Linked DNA regions of Mus musculus: region 2 is linked to region 1. The links are chromatin contacts, called in public HiChIP or PLAC-seq maps. All regions are on one chromosome and are shown on one strand. The core of a region is the stretch at or near the end of the contact, and the rest is flanking DNA. Distances in the headings are between cores, read along the strand shown.

What was found. HiChIP or PLAC-seq counts read pairs in DNA pulled down with a chosen protein or histone mark.
Region 2: a contact with region 1 is called in a FOXA1 HiChIP or PLAC-seq map of pancreatic cancer cells. The contact joins two enhancer-like sites. A contact is called at or near these places in 4 of 484 Hi-C or Micro-C datasets (CD4 T cells, cerebral cortex, group 2 innate lymphoid cells and 1 more) and 2 of 115 datasets of contacts at active chromatin or transcription factors (embryonic basal ganglia and pancreatic cancer cells).

The regions. Positions count from the first base shown.
Region 1 is chr9:61,804,165-61,811,360 of GRCm38.p6, reverse strand. The region is part of intron 3 of Gm34828 (a long non-coding RNA gene); the gene reads left to right. Among named protein-coding and RNA genes, the nearest start is that of Gm34828, 15 kb to the left of the region's middle. Within about 2 kb of position 2,615, at least 47 of the 459 cell types and tissues checked have an H3K27ac peak or open chromatin away from gene starts, as enhancers often do. A contact at or near this core is called in pancreatic cancer cells, where this site is marked.
Region 2 is chr9:61,551,548-61,558,743 of GRCm38.p6, reverse strand. No RefSeq gene overlaps it. Among named protein-coding and RNA genes, the nearest start is that of Gm39350, 40 kb to the left of the region's middle. Within about 2 kb of position 3,888, at least 47 of the 459 cell types and tissues checked have an H3K27ac peak or open chromatin away from gene starts, as enhancers often do. A contact at or near this core is called in pancreatic cancer cells, where this site is marked.

The DNA of each region.
Region 1 (7,196 bases), core at 1,366-3,865:
CTTTGGGGGCCGTGCTGAGGTAGCATGCCATGGTAGGCAGGGCAGAGGACATCAGAACTATTTGTCACATGGTCAGGGTGCTGGGAAGGGAAAGTGGAAGGGGCAGAGCTCCACAATTCCCTTCAAGAGCGTGTATCCAAAGGACCTAAAGACCCCCAGATAGGCTGCACTTGTAAGAGATCGGCTCAGGACCCACAAGACCAAGTTCTCAGCACAAAAGAGATTTATTTGCCCCCAGAGAGACAGAAGGCAGGGATAAGGGACAGTAGCCAGGGGATGAGGGAGAAGAGGAAGGGAACAGGGGAAAGAGGACAGGGCTATTTGTCCCAGATTGCCTCTGGGTAGAGAGGAGACAGATGTGACACACAGGCATGTGGTGGTTTATAAAGGTAAAAGGGGAAACCCTGTGTTAGGATGAGGCATTTAATTTTGATTGGGCATGCTAAGTAGGTGAGCCAAAGGGGCTTTTGATTGCTGCATCTCAATACTTTGAGAGCTGGACCTTGGTAAACAGCCATAGAAGGAGGAAGAAGCCAAGTAAGGGAATAGACCATGGTGGCTAGCTTTAGGATTGTAATCTACTGTGATTTTTTTTTTTTTAGCAAGGCAGAGAGAATAAGGGAGAAGGGCAAGGCCTGCCAGAGTCATGTTTGCCAGACTGAGCTGGCCAGAGTCCCTTCAGCATTTCCTGAAGGTTCCACAACCTCTTCACGTATAACCCCAGGAGTAATCCCTTACCACATTGGCTTTGGCAGAATTCTCAAGGCTGAGTCAGAACAGCATCTCTGTTTCATCAGTTATAGCCAAGAATGGGTTGTGGCCAAAGGGACGATGTAGACGAGAGGGTGTTCCTCAGAGAAGAGAGCACTGACGAGGTGGGCATGTTTGCTACAGTGTCAGAAGATAAGGAACCCAGATGGCTTTGCCATTGGATGAAATAGTCACAGGCTCGCAGAAGATGCCCTCTCTGTATTTTTAACAAAAAAGAACTTCCCAAGCTTGGAGTCCAAGTTGTCACAGGGGCCTACGTGACAGCTGATTTGTAGTCCAGGTTGTCACAGGGGCCTACATAACAGCTGATTTGTGAGGCATTTCTCCCTCATTTACCAAGTCTTCAGAGAGAACAGTTAGTAAAATATGCTAATGGCCAATTTTTGCAAATGACCATTTTGGTGCTCCCAGACCATTGGGGCAGGCTGAAGCTAATTTCTAGAATGTCCCCTTGATGATGCTGGCAACCGCTTTAATACTGACCTAGAGTTAGGCCATGGATCCTGTTCCAAAAGTGCTAAGTCTGAATTTGCTTTACTTGTGGGCAATGAAAAGCCACCCTATGTGGGTGCCTTGCCCCTGGATATCCTGTGGCTGTCTAGTCTCAGGAATGGCTGGTTGTGGTGTGGGAAGTTGGGCACAACCTTGTGAGGTAGTCATCTTTAAGCACTTATTAACGCCGCCTTGAGCCTTCATCCCATACTGGCTTCATGAGCTTCTCTGCTCTCCATTGAGATTGGAAGCTATGTATGTGACACTGAATGTGTCCCCCCCACCCCCATCTTTTTTCTGAGACAGGGTCTCATGTGTCCCACATTGGCCTTGAACTCACCATGTAGTCAAAGATGACTCTGAGCTCCTGATTTTCCTGCCTGCATCTCTGGAGTGCCAGGATTACAGACGGTCTCCGTCATATTAGTTTATGTGGTGTTGAGCAAGTAATCTGCCGGCTGAGCCACATTTCCGGCTGATATGCATCCTTCCTCTATATCACCCAGGGCACCCCCAAAGGCTGACGACCACTGTGGCTTTTCCCCGACCACCCCTGCTTTGGGTAGGCCCCCAGAATGATCCTGACACCTATCCCTATACCCAAATATGAATGGAGGTCACCATGGCCCGTCTCCTGGGATGACCATTGAGAACATCTAATGGTGGCATATCATTAGGGCTGCCAAAACCATTCTTTCCAGAGGAGAGAGTTACTCTTAAATATGAACTCATAGCAGCATCAAAGCAAGCCCACAAAAGCCCACAGCGAGGAATTTTTTTTCTAAATCTATGTCATTAAAACATGGTAGGTGCAAGGGCTTGTCTGCAGGCCCCTCCCACTAAGCTACGGTGATTGACGTCCAGTAGGCCTTCATCTGTCATGCTCGGCTGATGAGGGGATTCATCGATTCTCTGCTTAGTCACCCGGGGCCCGTGAGTACCAGTCCCCACAGGCCTTTCCCATAGATGCCAACTACAGGGTTTGGCTAATAGCCCCAGACTTCTTTACCTTCCCTTTTTACTGACCCCACCCCTAAAGGGCAACCTCCCCTAGTAACCTTTCCAGTCGCTGTGACTCCTCTGGAGTGTTGACTGAGCCAGAGAGCATGCTCCCTCTCTCCCCTCTTGTGTTTGCTCAGTGGAGGAGCCAGCCTTAGGTTCCTCTGTCTTTACAGGAGCCTCTCACAGGGAGGGGTTGTGTGTGTGTGTGGGGGGGGGGTTGTTGGGGAGCAAGGGTGGGGGAGGCAGGGTGGCTTCCTGCCCTGCTGTTGGTTATCACAGGCTCTGCTAATGCTGCTCAAACAATATCGAGAAGAACCCAGCTCAATAGCACCAGTGTTAGGCCGCAGAGTCAATATTGGCTAAGCAAACACCAGAAAAGAAGGAGTTGCTATTTGCGTAGCTAGGAGTGCTTGTGTGCTGTGGCTGCCTTGTCAGGGGCCCTTGGAAAGGAAGGAAGGAGGTGGGGTTGTAGGTGGAGGGCCCAGGAGAGAAGGGCTAACAGGGACTCCTACCTAGCGGGTGCCAACAGTCGGCTTCAGGATTCCTTGTGGTACATCTGAGCACATCTAGCAACCTGCCTTCACCCCTCTGCGTTTTCTACCCAGAATGTTAGAGTGGTTGCCAGATGTCCATCGGAGAAGCAGGGAGGGAAAGCCTCCCCCTGCTGAGATCCAACTGGCAGGTTGTTTAGTTAGACTGAGGAACTCAGGGTCAGAGTTGGGAGAAGGTTTCCCTTCCATGTCTCTTGGGCCTCCAGCTCCCCGTTTTTCCTCTGTGTCCACACTGGCAGCCCCCTTGAAAAGAAAACGCAGTGTGCAAGTATTTCTGCAGCCCGAAGGCCATTCAGCAGCTGACCAGCCAGCTGTGGCCACCGCCCGGCCTGGCCTCAAGAAGCGAGGTGGCTGCGTCTCAGCTCATGTCCCATGTTTGTCTCTAGAGAATTTTGGGCTCTCGTGGCTCTGAGTGGTGACCTTCCCAGAACGATGTACCTATTTATAGAAGTCTGTCCTTGGTTTTGCTTCTTCTTCTGGGCCACCAAGGATGGGCCTGGGTGAGCTTGACCCCTGTACGTGGACAAGGCTGGGTTTGTGGGAGGGCATGTGGCAGGTTGGTGGGGGAACAGGCTGTGTCTTGGTTCTTCATGGAACACTGTAGAGTCCCTCTTTGTACTTGATGGGGTGTGTGGTACACAGACTATTTGTAGACTGGGGAAGGCACAAGGCTTGGGCTTCTGGTGCCACAATCACCAGTCCTAGATACCAGATTTGAGCTGGAACACCGGAGACAGTACCCAATGACTTTAGCCATGTCCTAATGTCCTAACCCTCGAGTCTTTGCCACTCAAGGCTCCTGCCACTCCCAGACAGAGGTGAGTTCAGGAATTCAGAGAATGAGGTACCATGCAAGTTTTAGATACTATCCCTCCTCTGGAAGCTGAGTGCTCTGTTGACCCTGGAGCACAAAGGGAGGCCACCCTTGAGCAGTTTTGAGGGTATGTGTGCGTGTATGTGAATGCCTGACCACAAGCTTTGGCTCTGAAACATGGCGTTTTGGCAAGGAGGGAGGGGAAGCTCCTTTGTGCTCACATATGGCAAAGGATGGAGATATGTTCCTGTGTCAGGATTGAAGGCAAGAGGATGTTGGTACAGGGCCATGTTTATGCAGACTGAAGACGGCCCCTCCTCCACCCCACTCAGCCTTCCCCTCACCCCTGGTGATGTGAGGACATCCAAGCAGGTATCTGCCTGTTTGGTTCTCATAGCTGTTAGCCTCTTTCTTGTCCCCAAGCCATTCTTCAGAGCTGCTGCTGATTTCTTCATAGACTTGGTTGGGGCCTGCTTAGCTGAATCGGCCCAAAGATAGAAGTATTTCCTATATGGGTACCCCATTTGTGAGGCCATGTGTGGAAATGGGGTCCTGTCCCCTCCAGAGGTTGATTGTATAAGAAGGGATATCTGGGAAGGCTCGGGACATAGCCCAGCCTAGAGCCTCTCACTGTGGTCTTATCCTGGGCCCTTCACTCCAGGCTCTCTGCAGGTGTCTTTTCCATTCTGGTAGAAGGTAGGTAATGAGACTCATGGTGTCACAGAGTAACCATAGGGACTCAATGGTGACAGGGAGGGCAGCCATGGGCTCCGCACACAGGCCTTAGGACCCAGCCTCATTCTTACTTCCTAGGTATTCTGAACCATGTGTCATGATTACGAAGGAAGGAGAGAATAAGCTCCAATTGAAAGCAATTTGATTTCAAATTCACATCCCGCCACTTTGGGCCATACAGGAGCTTTAGATATCCTACCCTTGGGGTGCTACAAGGATGGGAACAGATAGCATATGTGTGGATCATAGATATATCATGGTCTTGATGCCTGAAGCTTAGTCCTCAACACCCTGTGCCTTCCCTCTGATCTTTCCGAGCCTCACAGGCAGCACAGGTTTCACATCGATCAGATGGTCTCTGTAGGACCACACTTTTCATGCCCCAGTGGGCTCTTCTTTCAGGGAAGGGTGACAGGATGCCAGTGATGAGCACCTGATGGCTAGGCTTTAAATGCCAATTCAGAAGCTGTTCACTACCAGGCCAGCGCCTGAGCCCCTGAACTTGCTCCATCTTTGCAACAGGCCTTATGATGTTTAATTTAGAGGTCACAGAAAGTCTGAATGCGGACACAGTTACAGGTCCCGCTTTAGTGTGGTTTAAAGGCACAGCTAGCTCCAGAAGATTCTGATACACAGCAGGTTGTTGGAGTGAAGATGGCTGCTGGGAAATGTCCCATGATCCTGCCCCACAGTGCGGGCAGCTGAGCAACATGTGGCACTGACAACAATAATGTCTTTCATCCCTCTGGGTCCCCCAAGGCCATTTTGTGCTACAGTTACTAGCAGTATTCTCCACTCCCCCCTGCCTGGTCTCCCACTGGGGCCTGGCTCTGTGCTAAGGCTGTTTGCATGCTCCCTGCACCAGTTGGCAAGAACTACCTCAGAACATGCCAGTCTGTGGCCACAGCATGTTCTCTGATGTCTCTGAAGAGGCCTGTAACATGAGTACTCAATGGAGCAGGTCCAACAAAGAACACAGGATGAAGAAGTCTGGGACTCATGGTCACCTTGCCACTGGACGTGAGGACCACATGAGTGTCTCTAGCCAAGAGATCCTCAGCGTTATAAAGGGGTGGAGAGATGGATCAGCAGTTGAGAGTGCACAGTGCTCTTCTAAAGAATCCACATTCAGTTCCCAGCACCTACATTGAGGGGACTCATAACTGCCTCTAACTCTAGTTCCAGAGAATCTGATGCCCTCTTCTGACCTCTGAAGGTACACACACACACACACACACACACACACACACACACACACACACACAGAAGCAGGGCATGAATGCTATCCCTCTCTATCCCAAGAGGCTGAGTTCCTGGTGGTTTTTCCACCATCAGAGTCCCTGTGGCATCTTGTGAATGGCTGGGTGGAGTGTATACTTCGGGAAGTGCATAGGGACAGGCTAGTGACTCTTTGGGACACACACTTTTGCCTCTCTGTTCAGCTCCATGCCTCCCCCCAGGGGCTGCTTGCCTGATGACAGCCAGAGAGCCTGACTGCCAGGCTACTGTGCTGATGAACGCACACCTTGAGGCATCACACTCTGGTATCTGAGTCATGGTGTTCCTTTTCTCAAAGACTTACCAGCATCACGGGTGACTTTAGTGTCCCTGTGACTAACTAGCCTCTTCATCGCTCATGCCTTTTTAGACACAAGAGTGCTACCACTCTGTCACTCCTCCTGGGTTCTGCCCTAAATTCTGTGGCCCCCCAGAGCTGGTTGGTCACGAGCACCATGGGGTGGGGGGGCTTTAGATACAGATTCAGGAAGAAACTGTTGACTGCACCCCACGTGGGAATAGTGTGAGGTCAGGTGAGTAGAGGCCCCCTGGCAGGGCTCAGTCATTGCAGCAGGTCCCAGAACAGGTGTCTGTTGAGAGCTCTCTGGGAGTTGTGTGGAGCCTCCAGGATGTTTAGACAGAACTGCAGCTGTGTTCAGACACTAGCTGGACAGCAGCTGCAGCCTCACATCTGGCCATGGCTCTACTTGACTTGATTCCTCTCTTTGGCTTTCTGAAATGTACAGGAGTGCCCATTGGCAGGGTCAAGCCTGGGACCTTAGGGAGAAGAGGGGATTGGGAACTGGGAAAGGATATCCAGTATGAGAGAGGACAGTAGGGCTTGGATGCCACAGGCTGTCTCAACTTCTACCGTGCCTCGCAACCATGCCAACTCCTGTGAAACAGATGCTTAGGGAATGCATCTTTCCACCCTAGCCACTCTCAAGAGTAGTCTGAGATGCCTCGACTACTGGTTGCCACTGAAGGCAAGCACAACCCAACCCATCCTGCTCTTCTCTTACTTTGAAATCTCAGCTTTCATTTCGGGAGGAGTCCAACACTCAATGGGTGGGCTGCCAATCTTCTACTTCCAAGTTCTTTGTTCCAGTGTCACACTAAAGTGTGCTGTACATGACAAAAACTAGGCATGCTGAACCCATGGTGACTGTCGGGGTCTGGGAGTGTTATGTAGAGAGAGAAAAGAATGTCATTTTGACTCAGAAAATCCTGCTTCTGAGGCCTCCCACCCTGCATGAGGCACTGACTTGCTTGGCAAGAAAAGGGGGGTTTGGGGTTTAGTATCAAGGGATGGAGGGACAGACAATTTTCCATGTCACTGGGCGGCTCTGCCAGGATCCCTGGGGATTCTTTATCGAGAATCTGCCCCAGGCTGAGGGAACCTTCTTGAAGTTCATACTTTCATTCTTTTTTTCTCTTCTTATTTTGCAGAGCTGGACTGTGTGTGTGTGTGTGTGTGTGTGTGTGTGTGCTCATGCATGCACATATGTGCCTGCTTGTGTAGCTATCAAAATGACAGATTCTATGGCCTACAT
Region 2 (7,196 bases), core at 2,639-5,138, 250 kb after region 1:
GGGCACCGTCCGCGTCTTACATAGCTTTCTACTTTCCCTGGATGCAGTCCATTCCCTGGCACAGTACCCAGGCGGTGGACATCAAGAACCGGACCACACCCCATGTGAGACATTTGCAGAGACGTGGAACTTAACCCGGGAGACCTAAGGCACTTCCAAAACATGTCTTAGGTTATGACTCAGGTCTAAAAGAGGAGACCAGAGACGAGTATATTTAACAGGCTCCAAAGTGCTGGTGATCTGACTCTTGCGTCACTTGGAACTCATGGCTTAGACCTTGATGCTGAGTTTGGCTCTGGGGATCGCTCATTGGGTACAGGGTATGGGCTGCCTGACTGAGGGGATGGGCATGGGCCGTGTTCCCTGGAACTCCTGCATGTTTCCATGCACATGTAGCACACATGGCACCTGTCACATCTGACACTCAGTCTCTTCCTGACTTGTCCTTGATCGGGTCAATGAGCCTCCTGCCTTCTTGACTTTGAAAAGTATTGACTTTGCCTCCCAAGGAAGCCTCATCCTTGAACCTTGAACTGTCAGTGACCTAGTGTTGATTTCAGATTTGGGTGATCCTGGGAGCCCTCATTAAAAGGACTTTGGGAAACACTACTTCCTATGTAGTTTTCCCTCTGGTGGAATCCACTGCCCCTTTTTGTCACTTCCGTCTCCTTTGAGTTCTTTTCCAGGAACTGCTATCTTAACCCCACCCAGCTAAGAAACTTAACTCACAGCTCTCCCCCACCTTCCCCTCTTGCTCTCTTTACAATCACTGACAGCATCTAGAACTTCAAATTGCATCGTTCACCACCCATGGGAAGGTATTACGAGGTCCTAGGGATATCTGAGGAAGAGCTACAATGGACGCATATACAGGTGAATCTGGAGTTGATATCAGCTTCTAATCTAATTTGAGGCTTTAATTTTCAAAAAATTGTTATCATTATTAGGATATTTAGTTATTCTATCTTTTATTTTACTCGTCAAGAACACTGACACATGATTAAGATGTGCCGTGTTGACTTCATGACACTGTGCCCTCCCTGGTATACTCTGTGTGGCATCAGACAGCTCCAAGAGAAGGGTCAAATGCATGGAGTTGGGGGAACGAACAGGCCACCCAGAGCTTAGACCTGAACTCACAAGAGCTTCGTAAGTCTCCAACACACAAGTCTGAAAGAGGCAAGAAGACATGTGTCCCTGTGTACGTCTAGTCTCTGGACCTTGAGAGCTGTGGTGTAAGGATGGTGGCGATCCTCCTAGCACACATTAGGGACTGTGATGATTGGGAGGCTGAGCCTGTATCAGAAGGCAATGGGACTCGTGGCCTGGCCAAGGCTCCCTGGAAGACTCCCTAAGGAGTAGCAGTTGAGGACAAGGAACCTGTGAGATCTGGGTGTTACTACCAGTGGGGTCTTGCTTGTCTTCTGAACAGCTTTGGCTATAGGCCGATCAGAAGCCATGTGGGAGGAAGGCTCATGGCAACCTAGTCTTGTGGCTTTAAATACCAGCTCTATGCTAATGCCGCCCACATTTATATTTCCAGCTCAGACCTCTTTCCTGGACGTCAGTCGATATATCCGAACACCCACTCAACATCTTGACTTAGATGTCTAACAGGCATCACAAACTCCACAAATCCAAAGTCCCTAAGCCACCCCCTCCCCAAACCCTCTCCACCCACAGCCTCCCTACGGCACCAGTAACACCTCTAGCCTACTGCTCATCTGAAATATTTGGTGCCTCCTCCACCCTCCCCCCCCCATGTCCAATAAAGCAGCTTCAGCTGGATCCACACTCTGGCCACTGTCCCTACTTCCCTGCTAAGCCACACCACCCCCCAGTGCAAGCCACTGTCACCATATAAGGTGCCCAACATTATGAGCACATTATTTCCTGAGTCTCCCAGGTCCCATTTCTGTCACCCTACCCGCTCTCTCTAGTTGGGGGCAGGATGGCTGGCCAGTGAGCCACTAAGAATCTGCTGTTTCTGCCTCATTGATGCTCAGAGTTCAAGAGCTCACTCGCTCAGTTCGCTCACCCTCCTGCCTCACCTTTCATGTTTGTGTTGGAAATGGAACTCAGGTCCTGGCTCTTGCATGACAAGAACTTTACTCACTGAACGAGCTGTCTTCTCAGCCCCAGATCTGTTTAGTATGGAACCGCAGAGCCTTTGGAAAAATAGTTCAAGTCTCTTGTGCTCAGAACCACGCAACGATCTTCCACACCATGCAGAGCAAGGTCCCTCAAGATGGCCGACAAAGCTCTCTGTGATCTGCACATCCTCTCAGCTCCGTGCATTTGACCTTTGCCCTAGCAGCTCCGTCCTGCCCTTGAGACTGTGGGCTCCGTCTTCTGAGCTCTGCTCAGTCAGTAGATCCCAGAGCTCAGTAGATCACTCTCTCTAAACAGCTCCTCCACCACTTGTCTCCTGGACTGACAACCTCATCTCTACCATGGCTGTTCAAATTTTCTTTTGTCTGTGAAACCACCCTACACATCCCATTTTCCACTGCTGTGCACACCCTCTGAGGCATGCTCATTCCACTCTTGCCAGATCTACCTTACCTTTCATCTCTTCCCCAATTTTCAGAAAAAACAAAAGAAAACAAAACAAAAACAAAACAAAACAAAAAAACAAAACAAAACAAAACAAAAAAAACACCCAACATAGTAGACTTCGGAATTACAGTTAATGTTTTTCTATGCTCTGGAGACAAAATGAGTCTGTTCTGCCTACTGGTGGGCTCTGTGCACCATTCAGATGTCTGCCCTAGTTTGCTTCTCTGTTGCTGTGATAAAACATTGACTGAAGCAGACTTGGGGAGGAAAGGCTTTTCTTCCTCTTAAAGGTTACAGTCCATCATAGAGAGAAGCTACAGTAGGAACGCAAGGCAAGCGCTTGAAGCCGACACCACACACAGAGCACCACCATTTCCTGGCTTGCTCTCAGGCTCACAATTCAGTATCGTTCTCTTTTAGGCCAGGCCCACCTGCCTAAGGTTGGTACTGCCCCCAGTGAGCTAGGCCCTCTTATATCTCTCAGTAATCAAGAAAACTCCCCACAGACATCCCTGCAGGCCAAGCTGATGGAGGGGATTTTTCAATTTAGGCTTCCTCTTCCCAGGTATGTCAAGCTGACAACCGAGAAGCGCCATCATAGTGTCTGAGCAGACACTTAATAAAAGTGGAATGTCAAATGTTTGTCAGAGTTTGCCAGTGTGTCCAATTGGTACAACGAGGTGCGTGGCCCAGGACCAAGCAACAATGATACGAAGCCAGGAGTTCTTTGAGTTACATACAAGAGTTGTGTGAAGCTTCCCGAGGAGGGTAAAAAGAGGGCTCTTTCAAGGAACTCAGGACGGAGCTGGCAAGATGCCACCAAGCCTGACAACCTAGTTCCATCCCTTGGGATCCACATGGTAGAAGGAAAAAAATTGAATCCCTCATTGTCCTCTGACTAACACGCACGCACACATACATGCACACACACACACACACACACATGCATGCACCTACACATGCATGCACACATGCACGCACCATGACATGTATTTCCCCACACCCATACACAGTTAAATAAATAAGTATGATTTTATGGGTTTAAAAAAAAAAAGCCAAGATGAGTGGGCCTCACCAGGGTCCTCAAAGAAATAATTCTGAATACAGATGTTCAATAATAATAACAGAAATTCCCCTTTTAGTGTGTGACTCTTTTGAAGATGTGTATGCTGCCTTCCAGTGATGGACATGATGGACTTTAGGGTTCCCCATTCGTAGCTAAGAAAAGGAGGCTCAAAGAGACAGGCAGGCTTGACAAGTACATAGCTAGGAGGTGAGTGGGCCGCCACATTTGCCAAGGCTTGAATTCCCTCCCCGCTCCCATGAACTCCAGTATGACTCAGTGGCTGACAGAGGGAAGGACAAACATCAATAGCCTTGCGTAGTCAGAGCAGCTGGGGTTGTCGCTTTTCAGAAATAGCTAATCTGGAAGACTCTCCAGAGGCTGAGATCATTCCAAGAGATGCCAACTCGAATTCCTTCCTACAGTCCAGTCCCTGTTCAGGCACCCAGAACATTCTCTGGACGTTTGCAGAATGGAGTCTTTCAGTGACCTCACCAGAGGCCACCCTTCCCCTCTGTTCCCTATCCCAAAATGATGTCCCTTCCTCGAATAGTGAGCCGGCCTACTTGACTTCTGTTCTTCCCTCCCCTACCCCTTTGTGTGTATGTGCTTATGTGCAAGTGTGTATGCATGTGTGTGTGTACATGGATGACGGAGCCAGAGAACAGTTTCAGCTGCCATTCCTCAAAGGTTGTCCATCTTGTTTTCGAGACAACTCTTGCTTGGCCTGGGACTCAGCAAGTAGACTAACCTGGATGGCCAGTAAGCATCAGCACCTGCCGTCCTCCCCAGCATTTACAGAGGACCAGACTCGGGTCCCTCAAGCTTTGTAAGGCTTTACTGTCTAAACTATTTCTGCAGCTACATTTTAACTCCTCTCCTAGGAGGTTATAAACCCAATAATGGGCCTGGCAACGTAGCTCAGTGGATAAAGACACCTGCTCCAGGCCTGATGTCTTAAGTTCAATCCTGAAAACCCTGATGGTAGAAGGAGAGAACCGGCTTCCAAAAGTTGTCTTCTGACCTCCATGTGTATACCGTGGCATGTGTGTGCTGCCCCTGACACATGCATAAATTAATTAATGCAATAAAAAATTAAAGATCAATAATAATCAGAAGAGTGAGCCTGACATTTTAACTAAAACAATAGCATTGAAGGCCAAAGGGCTTCATGTTGACAAGACAGAGGCCACACTGAGCGCATTAGGCTGCCAGCAGAAGGGAGCTGTAACTGTGCCCAGCTGACAACAGCTGCATACAAAGCAGGCCATTCACACTAACAAGTTTTTTAGAATTCTATAGTGTGTAACTTGGACTCCTTGGGGTTGTTTTGTCTAAGTCCACGGATGCTGGCCCACCCTTTCGCCGGCAGGGGCTGTGGTGCCTCTAGAGTGCATTCACAGAAGTCCCCCAGAGCCGACCATCTTGGGAGGGATGCTCTTAATAAATACTACTGGAAATGCTTGCACTGCTGTGAAACTTATCATTTGGAATGCAACCCTGGGCTCTGTGTGTGTTCCGTTGTACAGTGCTGGTACTTGTTGCCTCTCTCTCTCTCTCTCACTCTCTCTCTCTCTCTCTCTCTCTCTCTCTCTCTCTCTCTCTCTCTCTCTCTGTGTGTGTGTGTGTGTGTGTGTGTATGTGTGTGTAGTGCTAAAAAAGACCCAGCCAGAGACAGGTGGTTCTCAGAGCCCCGCGGCTGAAGGGGCTCAGTCATATCCAGTCGATTCCCATGTGAGAATTCAGGGCTCAAATATGTGATCTCAAAGCTGGCACGGCAAGCCAGCATGGACACAATCCGAAGTCCACGGAGGCCTCCTTATGATTCCTGTAGAGTCAGTGATTCTCATCTAGTTGGCCTTTGCTCTGTGGTCCTCTGTGGGCCTGGTGCTCGGCTTTCATGTGCTTCTACTTGTTGCTTTGCTTGTTTGAGATGAGGTCTCAATATAGCCCAGGATAGCTTCAAATTTTCTATGTAGCTTAGGATGACCCTGAATTCCGATCCTCTTGCCTCCATCTCCCAAGTTCTGGGCTTTGAGGTGTGTGCCGCCACACATGAGGTGGATGTGGTGTGTGTGGTGCTGGGGACTGAACCCATGACTTCCTGCATGCCAGGCAAGCATACACTGAACCACATCCATTTTGCAGTGTTCAGCAGCTTCAGTCACTTTGGCACTCCCTCCGTCTCTCTTTTTCCTGGTGGGCACTCTCTCAATAGTTACACTGATAGTCGACCCTGAGCCCTTACTAAGCCATGGGCAAGGCAATCCGTGCTTCCCTGTAATGGCCGATGACTCCTCCTCCACATGCCTTCCCACCATCTCATGTCGTGTGATATGGTAATGGCCAGCCACAAGTACTATTTAGATTTAAGTCAAGGTTAACCTATATAAATAGAACTAAAACTTCAGCCCCGTTTGCATTAGTTATATTTCAGGTGGCCAGAGATAATAAGACACATGTTTTAAGAATACTGCTTCCAGCTGCCCTGGAAGAAACACTTTTCAAATCTGATTGGTCCACAGGCCAATAGTGAGTCTGGTAAAAAGATAAGAACTTTTTACTCCTAGAATAGAACTGTGCAAGCATGCTCACTATACCTTCTTTCAAACCTTCACGGGCCCAGGTTCAGAGCACTTGCCTTAAGTGTTCATCAAGCATAAGCACTGGACATGTGTGTATGTGTATATGTGTGTGTGTGTGTGTGTGAGAGTGTGAGTGTGTGAGAGAGTGTGTGAATGAGTGTGTGAGAGTGTGTGTGTGTGAGTATGTGAGAGTGTGTGAGAGTATGTGTGAGTGTGTGTGTGTGTGAGAGTATGTGAGTGTGTGTGAGTGTGTGTGTGTGTGCGCGCGCTCACTCGAGTGCATGCGTGCACGCCTGAGGGGGGGAGTTGTTGCTTGTGTGTGCCCATGTATGTGGAGGAAAGAAGACACTCCCAGATGTCACGCCTCAGGAGCCATCCACCTTACTTTTTGAGACAGGGTCTCTCACTGGCCTGGAGCTCATCAAGCAGCATAGATTGGCTGGCAGGCCAGTGAGCCCCTGGGATCTGCCTGTCTATGCCTCCCAGTTCTGGAGTTACAAACATGAGTCATTGATGCTGTGCTTGGTGTATTGGGGGAGGGTGTTGTCGTTTATTTATTTGGTTAATTTGTTGGGTTTTTTATATTTATTTTATCTATTTATTTTATATTTATTTTTATTTTATTTTACCTAAATGAATGCTTTGCCTGCATGATTATCTGTGAACCCTGTGTGTGCTCAGCGCCTGCAGAGGTCAGAAGATGTTGGCTCCTCTGAAACTGGAGTTAAGGATAGTTGTGAGCCACCTTGTGAGTGCTGGCACTAGAACCCATGTCACATGCAAGAGGAACAAGTGCTCTTAGCTGCCGAGCCATCTCCCCTGCCCCTGTCTTTTCGATGTGGGTTTTGGGAACAGATTCAGGCTGTCGTGTACTTGCAAGGCAAGCTCCTTATTGACTGAGCCATCTCCCCAGATCAAGTTTCCATTCTTCTTAGAAATAAAATAAACCTCTCGGGGAAAGAGTATGTCAAGTGGCTCTCAGCCATCTG